Linked DNA regions of Mus musculus: region 2 is linked to region 1. The links are chromatin contacts, called in public promoter capture Hi-C maps. All regions are on one chromosome and are shown on one strand. The core of a region is the stretch at or near the end of the contact, and the rest is flanking DNA. Distances in the headings are between cores, read along the strand shown. Region 1 overlaps Gm21992 (predicted gene 21992). Region 2 holds the start of Bbs1 (Bardet-Biedl syndrome 1 (human)).

What was found. Promoter capture Hi-C pulls out the DNA fragments that hold promoters and counts their contacts.
Region 2: a contact with region 1 is called in a promoter capture Hi-C map of the C10 cell line. The contact joins the promoter of Bbs1 here to the enhancer-like site in region 1. A contact is called at or near these places in 12 of 39 promoter capture datasets (the C10 cell line, cranial neural crest, embryonic stem cells and 6 more), 13 of 484 Hi-C or Micro-C datasets (the HPC-7 cell line, Th2 cells, bone marrow-derived macrophages and 10 more), 9 of 115 datasets of contacts at active chromatin or transcription factors (bone marrow-derived macrophages, embryonic basal ganglia, embryonic hindbrain and 3 more) and 3 of 9 other capture datasets (adipose tissue, liver and pancreatic islet).

The regions. Positions count from the first base shown.
Region 1 is chr19:4,771,026-4,775,031 of GRCm38.p6, reverse strand. All of the region lies in intron 2 of Gm21992 (predicted gene 21992), which reads left to right. Among named protein-coding and RNA genes, the nearest start is that of Rbm4b, 17 kb to the right of the region's middle. Within about 2 kb of position 2,046, at least 7 of the 459 cell types and tissues checked have an H3K27ac peak or open chromatin away from gene starts, as enhancers often do.
Region 2 is chr19:4,904,301-4,908,306 of GRCm38.p6, reverse strand. It overlaps Bbs1 (Bardet-Biedl syndrome 1 (human)), which reads left to right and starts at 1,680. Exons shown (of 17, transcript NM_001033128.3): 1 at 1,680-1,751; 2 at 2,089-2,165; 3 at 2,288-2,322. The coding sequence starts at 1,705. It overlaps Dpp3 (dipeptidylpeptidase 3), which reads left to right. Exons shown (of 18, transcript NM_133803.2): 18 at 510-1,078. The coding sequence ends at 685.

The DNA.
Region 1 (4,006 bases), core at 797-3,296:
ACCCGCTTTCAGGCATTTGAATCCATATCATGTTCCCTCTAAATTAGCTAGTCTTAATAAGGCCAGTCCACTCACATACATTTTAGGGCCACTTCCTCTTTCCTGTGGCTTATATCCTGTGAAATGATTTCCTTTTTTGACTGGATCAATGTATCAGTAGTACGTAGTGTTATTTTCATGTAGAGAAAGTTTGGTCATGTTTTCCTTACCAGTTAACTTCGTTACTTTCACTTGTCTGAAGCAAAACCTTTTCAATTGTTTGCTTTCTACTATTTGCTTTAATTAAAAAAAATTTTTTTTACAATGTGTGTATGTGTGGCTGTGGCATGCATGTGGAGGTCAGAAGACAGCTAGTAAGAGTTGGTTATCCCATATGGGTCCTGGGGATGGAACTAAAGTTGTCAGGATTAATGGCAAGTGCATTTACTAACTTAAGTCCCTTGCTTGAGTTTTCTCTTAAAACTTATTTTCATCCAGCTTCTATTTCTACCAATCCAAAGTTAGTTTTGTACTAAGCTGTGTCGTTTTTTATTTTAAAAGACTGTATTATTTCATGTTCTGTTTGTCTTACATGTTGTCTTCACCACCTAGACTAATGGAAGTGCCATCATCCAAATAAGTTTTATATTAAGGACAGTGAACATAGTAAGTAAATAGAATTGTGGGTAAGGGTGTATTGTATTATAGTGCATGATAGTGGTCAGAGGATGAGGGGAACTTAAGCAATGAATGTGTCCATGTTTTTATAGTAACGGAGGTCTAGTTTGTTTTTGTTTTTTAAAGAAATTTAGCAAAAATTTAGAATGAGCAGCAAATAGACTCTCTGGGGTGAGAGTTCTAGGTAACTACTCTGTTTCAGGCACATTTTAAACAGGTGAGATTCCTTTCCTCTTTGCATTTGGATCTGTCCGTCCCTTAGGTAATCGTAGGTAGTCCTGATAAGGGATTTTTTTTTTTTTTGATCAGTAGGTCTGAGTTTTCTTTTTTCCAGTACTGGAGATTAAGCATAGGTCATTCATTACACATGCTTATGTAGCCTTTGAAGTTAAATTACCTATCCTGGACATGAACTTAAAGTCCTCCTAAGGCTCTTGGAGTATCTTGGATTACAGAGCTGCACAACCAGGCCTAACCCATTTTGAAGATGAAAAGAAAGTTAAGTTTTTAAGCAGTGAAACTGTCTATGGTTTGGTGTGTCCCCACCCCCCTTGTATCTTTGAAATTATTTCACACATACACAAAGACAGAAAAGTAAATTCATGTAGATCAGAGATACTTAAACATTTCCCTTGTTTTTGGTGACACATTTCTTACCATGTGGATATGCAAAGCTAACTAAAAGTCTGTTTACTGTAGATGAGCAAACGTGAATGCCGTCGAGATCGATGTGCTTCTTTTGTAGTCCGTAGCTTGTATGCACGGCTGTCTGCCCATGTGTCTGAATGTGGGTGCACATGGCACTAGCTTGCTCTGAAGTTCCCTCAAGTCAATTTCTTGTTCACCTCTATTCTGCTGTAGGAATGCTGAAATTATAGAAATGTTTTTATCCAGAGCCATCTCCCTCGTCTGTGCTTATTTAACATAACTTATTTAACATAAAAGTTTAAATGTTAATCAACAGCATTAATCACTTTTCAGAGTTGCTTGCTAATTTGATTTTGTAACTGTCAGTGCTGAGTATATTAACTATTTTGTATAAATACAGAAAACAAAGTGGCACAAACTAGGGCTATTAGAGAAATTGTTGAAAAAATGTATACTAATCCTAAACCATAATTCATTTAATTTGTTTTAAAAACTATAAATGAAGTCAGCAACTTAAAACAACCATTTGTAGAAGGAAACATGCTAACACAATACAGGCCAGTGATACACCAGTGTGCTACAGTAATGATAGGAAAGTATTAAAAGTCCATTTTTCTATATTCAACCACTGTTTCTATGAAGGCATAAAAGCACTGTAATTCATAAGACACAGTATGGACTCGGCACTGAAGTGTTTCAGACAGTGTTTGTTGATACTGGGTGGGTGTGATGGCATGTTCAGGTGTTGTTTGTTCAGAACCAAGATTGTTGATGACTCATGCACTTGGTTTTTAAACATCCTACATCTATTTACATATGTGACGGAGAGAAAAGAGGAGTGGGGAGATAGATAAATGGTGCAAGTGTGAAGGTTGTCCTGCCTTGTGTATTCTGAAGATTGAACTCGGATCATGAGGCTTGTGTCATAGGCATTTTGCCTGCTGGTTCATCTCCCTGACCTCATATACATGTTAAGTTTTTATCATTGCAGATTCACCTTTCACTGTTGCCAATTTTTAATGACACCCTCCCCAGTCCCCCAAATATTACACTATTCCCTATGTCAAAATCCCACAGTTTAAGAGACCAATCTCCATTCTCAGGTATGTATTTCCTGGGATCGTGGGGCTGTAAAAACCCTTACCTAGTAACTTGTTAGTATCAAGGCTTCCAGAATATACTTGTGATTTCTCTTTAGAGACAGTTGTCCTCAATGAACCTTCCTGGTTATTGGAAAGGAGGACTAAGAAAAGATAAGAGTTAAGCCAGACTTGCTGTACACACGAGCCCTCTTAATTTACTCAAGAGGCTAAGGTAGAGGAGGGTCTGGAAGGTCAAGGGCTGCCTGAGCTATGTGGAATCAGTTCAAGGCCATTCTAGGCAACTTACCAAGTTTCAGGCAGAGGATTCTGTCTCAAGAAGTAGAAGAGTGCTTGTCTAGCATACTGAGACACTAGACTTAGTCCCTAATATTGTACCAAATGTGGGGGGCAGGAGACATAACTGAGCTAGGGATGTATTCTCCATACATCTACTACCTATGCAGATAAAACATAACATGTTAAAAAGGATGACTCAGTGGGGTAGAGAAGGTAAAAGTGGTAAACTCAAGAGAAGCTGGCTCATCTCCCGGACCTCATACACATTTTAGGTTTTCATCAGTGCAGATTCACCTTTCACTGTTAGACCATTCATTCATTCATTCCCTAAGTCACAACCCTGCAGTTCAAGAGACTGATCTCTTTTCTCAAGTATGTATTTCCTGGAGTTGGTGGGAGCCAGGAATATATGTTGGAGAGTTTACCCTTAGCTTTCTTACAGTCTCCCTCTTGGTGAGTGTTTTTCTGTATAGCTTGATCCGTGTTGTGACATTTGACAGTGTTTAAAGGATATCAGTGTTCTTAGACTGTGTAGTTTGTGGTACTTAGCCAATTTTTTTGCTTACTCATTGACCATTCTTAAAAACTTAGAAAATTCTCTGCTATACCAATATATACCTCATATACACTCTAGTTTCTACTGCTGAACTTCAGCCTTTACACTCCACGTAAAATAAACAGTAGTAACTGTTTTATGGAAACTATCCCTTGAATGATGAGCATCCCTTGAGTATACCACTTTTGTCTTCTCTATACTAATTGGTTCATATCTTTTTTTCAACTGTTGTTTTATCTGCACATATGTGTGCCGTGTGTGTGAAATGCCCATGGTGGCCTGAAGAGTGTGTCAGGTTCCCTGAAATTGGAGTTACTGTCCTCTGTAAAAGCAGCCAGTGCTTATAAATTTAACTTTTTGGTGGTGGTGGTGATGGTGATCACAGGGTCACAGTACTGATTGTCATAAAGCTCACTATGTAGATCAGACTGGCCTCAAATCCATGGAGATTCTCCTACTTCTTTGCCTCCTGAGTGTGGGATTAAAGGGGTATATCATCTCTCCTGGCTAAAAAGTCAGTGTTCTTAACTGACTTAGCACCTGTCCTGTAAATATCATTGCACATAAAATAAAAACAAGGAGTTCAGCAATTTTTTCTTTTTTCTTTTTTTTCTTCTTTTTTCTTTTGGTGAGACAGGGTTTCTCTGGCTGTCCTGGACCTCACTCTGTAGACCAGGCTGGCCTCAAACTCAGAAATCTGCCTCCCAAGTGCTGGGATGAAAGGTGTGCGCCACTATCGCCCAGCAGAGTTCAGCAATTTTAAAGC
Region 2 (4,006 bases), core at 431-2,930, 130 kb before region 1:
GGCATTGGATCCCCTGGGGCTGGAATTACAGATGATTGTGAGCCACAGTGTGGGTGCGGGAGGCCAGGCTAAGAGCAGCCAGAGTCCTCAACAAGAGCCACTCGTACTCTAACCCCCTGAGCTATCACTCCAGCCCTGACAGAGTGCTTTTATCAGTCATTTTTATTAGTGATTGTTGGGGTTATGTTGGCTTTGTTGAGACCAGGATTTCCTAGGCTAGCCTTAAAATTAATAATCCTTTTCCCCCAGTTCCTTGAGTGCTGGGATTATGGTGTGTGCTACCATGCCAGACATGATTTAAATCTTGACTTGAGGGAAGGATGAGGTCAAGTGGCAATTCATTTAAGTCTAAGTCTCCCCCCATGTAATTCTGCCTTCCTGGCAGGGTTATTCTGATGTAGGTAATTAGATAACTATCCTGAACATTGACAGTTTGTGCCGGAGCTCGCTCAGAACTCGCCGCCCCTAACTACATCTTTCTGTGCTGCTGTTTTCTCTCCATCCCCCAGGCTCAGAAGTACAACTTGTGGAGTATGAGGCCTCAGCCGCTGGTCTCATCCGCTCCTTCTGTGAGCGGTTTCCCGAGGATGGGCCCGAGTTGGAGGAGGTTCTTATCCAGCTGGCTGCAGCAGATGCCCGATTCTGGAGGAACCAGGCCCAGGAGGCCCCACCTGGCCAGGCTTGAGAAGATCTGTGTGGTCTCTCCCCTCTTTGTCAAACCAGGGCTGTCAGTAGCTCTGAGTTGTGTGTGATTAGGAGTCAGGGGAGGGAGGGGCAGGAGCTTGGACTTTGGTGCTACCTCAGCTGAGGGTGGTGATGCGAACCCCTTCCATTTGTCAGCACTTTGCAGTTTACCGTATGTCCTCAGTTTCTGGATCTGCACTGCCATCTATGGCCGGAGCTCAACAGGGTGCCTAGTCCGGTTTTCCACATGGGAAGGTGGCAATTCTGAGAAGTGACTGTTCTAGACCCGGCAGGTGGCATGTGACAGAGCCAGGGCTCAAAGCATTCTCACCAAATCCAGCGCTCTTCGTGTATTACTTTTATAGCCAGAAAAATAAATATGACGACCACCATCTCTGCAGTGTATGTTTCTTTCTCTTCCAGTTCAAAGCCAGGGGAGGGCACACTACATCACTTTAGGCTTCCAATCCACAATAAGATTTTGAATATCATTTCCAAAGGAATGCACAAACTCACAACGTGTTCCGGAGCTCTTCTTTGTGACATATTTCTTAAGATTTGTGTGTTCGTGTGCATTTTCTTCATGGGTGTGGTGGTGGTAGCAGAGACCAGAAGACCCCATCAGATGCCCTGGAACTACGGTTACAGAATTGTGAGCTGCCATGTGGGTGCTGAGCAGTCCAGGGTCCTCTGCAAGAGCAGCAAGCACTCTTGTACTTTCAAATGTTTCCGGAGCCAAAGAACCGTAACACACTAACATGAGATCCTCACCCATTAATTTGTTTCTCAGTCTAGTCTTAATCCCTAAAAAGCGCTCCTCCCCAGGCCTCAAAGCCCAGGCCCCTGTCTTTAATGCAGAAACCATAAGTCAACATTGCATAGGACAAGGAAACCAGTGCTTATTTGGTCCCAGCCGGGACAATTTTACCCCGGAACCTTTGTTCCTGTGCTTTCGGATGCCCGGATTCTATTGGGTGTTGCGCGATGGCTGAGCTGGTTGCCAAGGCGACGCCTGGGAAAATGGCTGCGGCGTCTTCATCGGATTCTGACAGCGGGCGAGCTGAGAGGTTAAGTCCCGGATCCTCACCGCTTCCTTTCCCTCAGATGAATAGATGGTGCTTGGTAGCGGGTTCTGGGCTCTTGCTTTCGAGCAGCGGTGGAAGTTCTGGGAGGGCCCTTTAGAAATCAGAAGAAAGCTGATGGCCAAGAAGTATCTGTATGTGATTGGCTGGTCACTCCGGGCGCCAATTGAGCTCAGATCTAGACTTGGTATTATCCTTTCGATGTTCGTGCTCTGTTTCAGGCGTCATCTCGCTTAGAGATTTTATTTATTTATTTATTTATTTATTTATTTATTTATTTCGTCATGGGGCTCACTTTCCAACTATCTTTTTTCCCTCTCAGCAACGAAGCCAATTCTAAATGGCTGGACGCACACTACGACCCCATGGCCAACATCCACACCTTCTCCTCCTGCCTGTGTGAGTCTCTAGACATATCTAGGGACACCCAGATTCTAGGAGGATGGGAGGAACAGGGAACGGTTTCATGGAGAAATCTTTGAGATTCTGAGACTCCTTTTCGACCCTTTTGTGTTTTCTAGCACTGGCAGATTTGCATGGCGATGGGGAGTACAAGGTAGGCAATCAGAAAGTTGAGTGGTGTGTGTGTGTGTGTGTGTGTGTGACACTCAGAAGTGAGATTTGCAAAGAGGCTCAACATACTCTGGAACTCATCAGTACTAAAAAGGCACACTTCGTTGCAACTTCTTTCTTTTAACGATGTATTTTTATTTTGTGTGCGTTGGTGCTTTGCTTGTGTGTGTGCTTGTGTAAGGTTTCAGATCCCTTGCAACAGGATTTACAGACAGTTGAGAGCTGCCGTGTAGGTGCTGGAGTTTGAACCAGGATCCTCTGGAAGGACAGCCAGTGATCTTCACTGCTGAGCCATCTCTCTAACCCCAGAATTTCTTAGTAATTTGGAAAGTGAACATTAATTTTATAACATGATCTGCAGAGGTTAAACAGCAAGATGTTGTGGATTTATAGTACCAAGACATACGATTTTCTCTCTCTCTCTCTCTTTTTTTTGTCTTTGTTTGTTTGTTTTTCAAGACAGGGTTTCTCTGTGTAGCCCTGGCTATCCTGGAACTCACTCTGTAGACCAGGCTGGCCTCAAACTCAGAAATCTGCCTACCTCTGCTTCCCAAGTGCTGGGATTAAAGGCATGCCTCACCACTGCCCTGCTGACATATGATTTTCTAAAAAATAATTTGAGGGCCAGGAGTGGTAGTGCCTGCCTCTAATCACAGCACTTGGGCAATAGAAACAGGGCGATCCATGAGTTTGAGGGTGACCTGTGAAGTCCAAGGCCAGCCAGGTCTGCTTAGTGAAACTGCATCAAAAACAAAAAAACAAAAGCGAACTAACAAACAGAGCAATCTGCATCCCAAAACACAGCATCAAAATGAATTTATCTAGTGTTGGAAGGATGCATGCAGTGTGGAGGTCCGGTGACAACCTTTGAGAGTCGGTTCTCTCCTGTCATGTAGGTCCCAGCAACTGAGGTTAGGTCATCAGACATGGTGGTGCGCACCTTTACCCACTGCAGGTCCCAGTTCTTTATGTCTAATCATTATTGCTTAACTTTTCAGTTTATAATACAAAATAATAGGCTTTAAATAGGAAATGATTCACAAACCTTTTCTTTTCTTTTTTTTTTTTTTTAGTCAAAGTTTTTCTCTGTAGTAGTCTTGGCTGTTCTGAAACTCAATACATAGTCCAGGCCCCAGGATGGCCTCCAACTCACAGAAATTCTCCCTGCCTCTGCCTCCCATGTGCTGGAATTAAAGGCTTGCCCAGTTCCTGTGTGTCATCTTTGAGTAGAGACCATGTTAATAATCTTCTCTATATCATTCACGATTTAGTATATGTGCTGCCGAGGTGAATATGATTCTTTGGTGTAAGGGAAACTATCTTGACTGGGAATAGGCACTGGAGTATCATTAGGTAAAGATGCTTGCTTGATGACCTGAATGCAGTCCCGTGGATGAACAGGATAGCAGGAAAGAACCAACTCCCGGAAGTTGCCCTCTGGTCTCCACACACGTGCTGCGGCATGGATGTCCCCACACACATATACATATATGTAATTTAGAGTGTGGAGGGAAACAGAGCTCAGGGAAGTGAGGTCATAGATCATCACGAGGCTGGTGACCATAGAGGCTGCTAATGTTACGGTGGAATTCCATAATACTTTTCTCTCTACTGTTCTTTATAATTGGACATTTTCCTTAGTAAAAAAAACATTTCAATGTAAATAT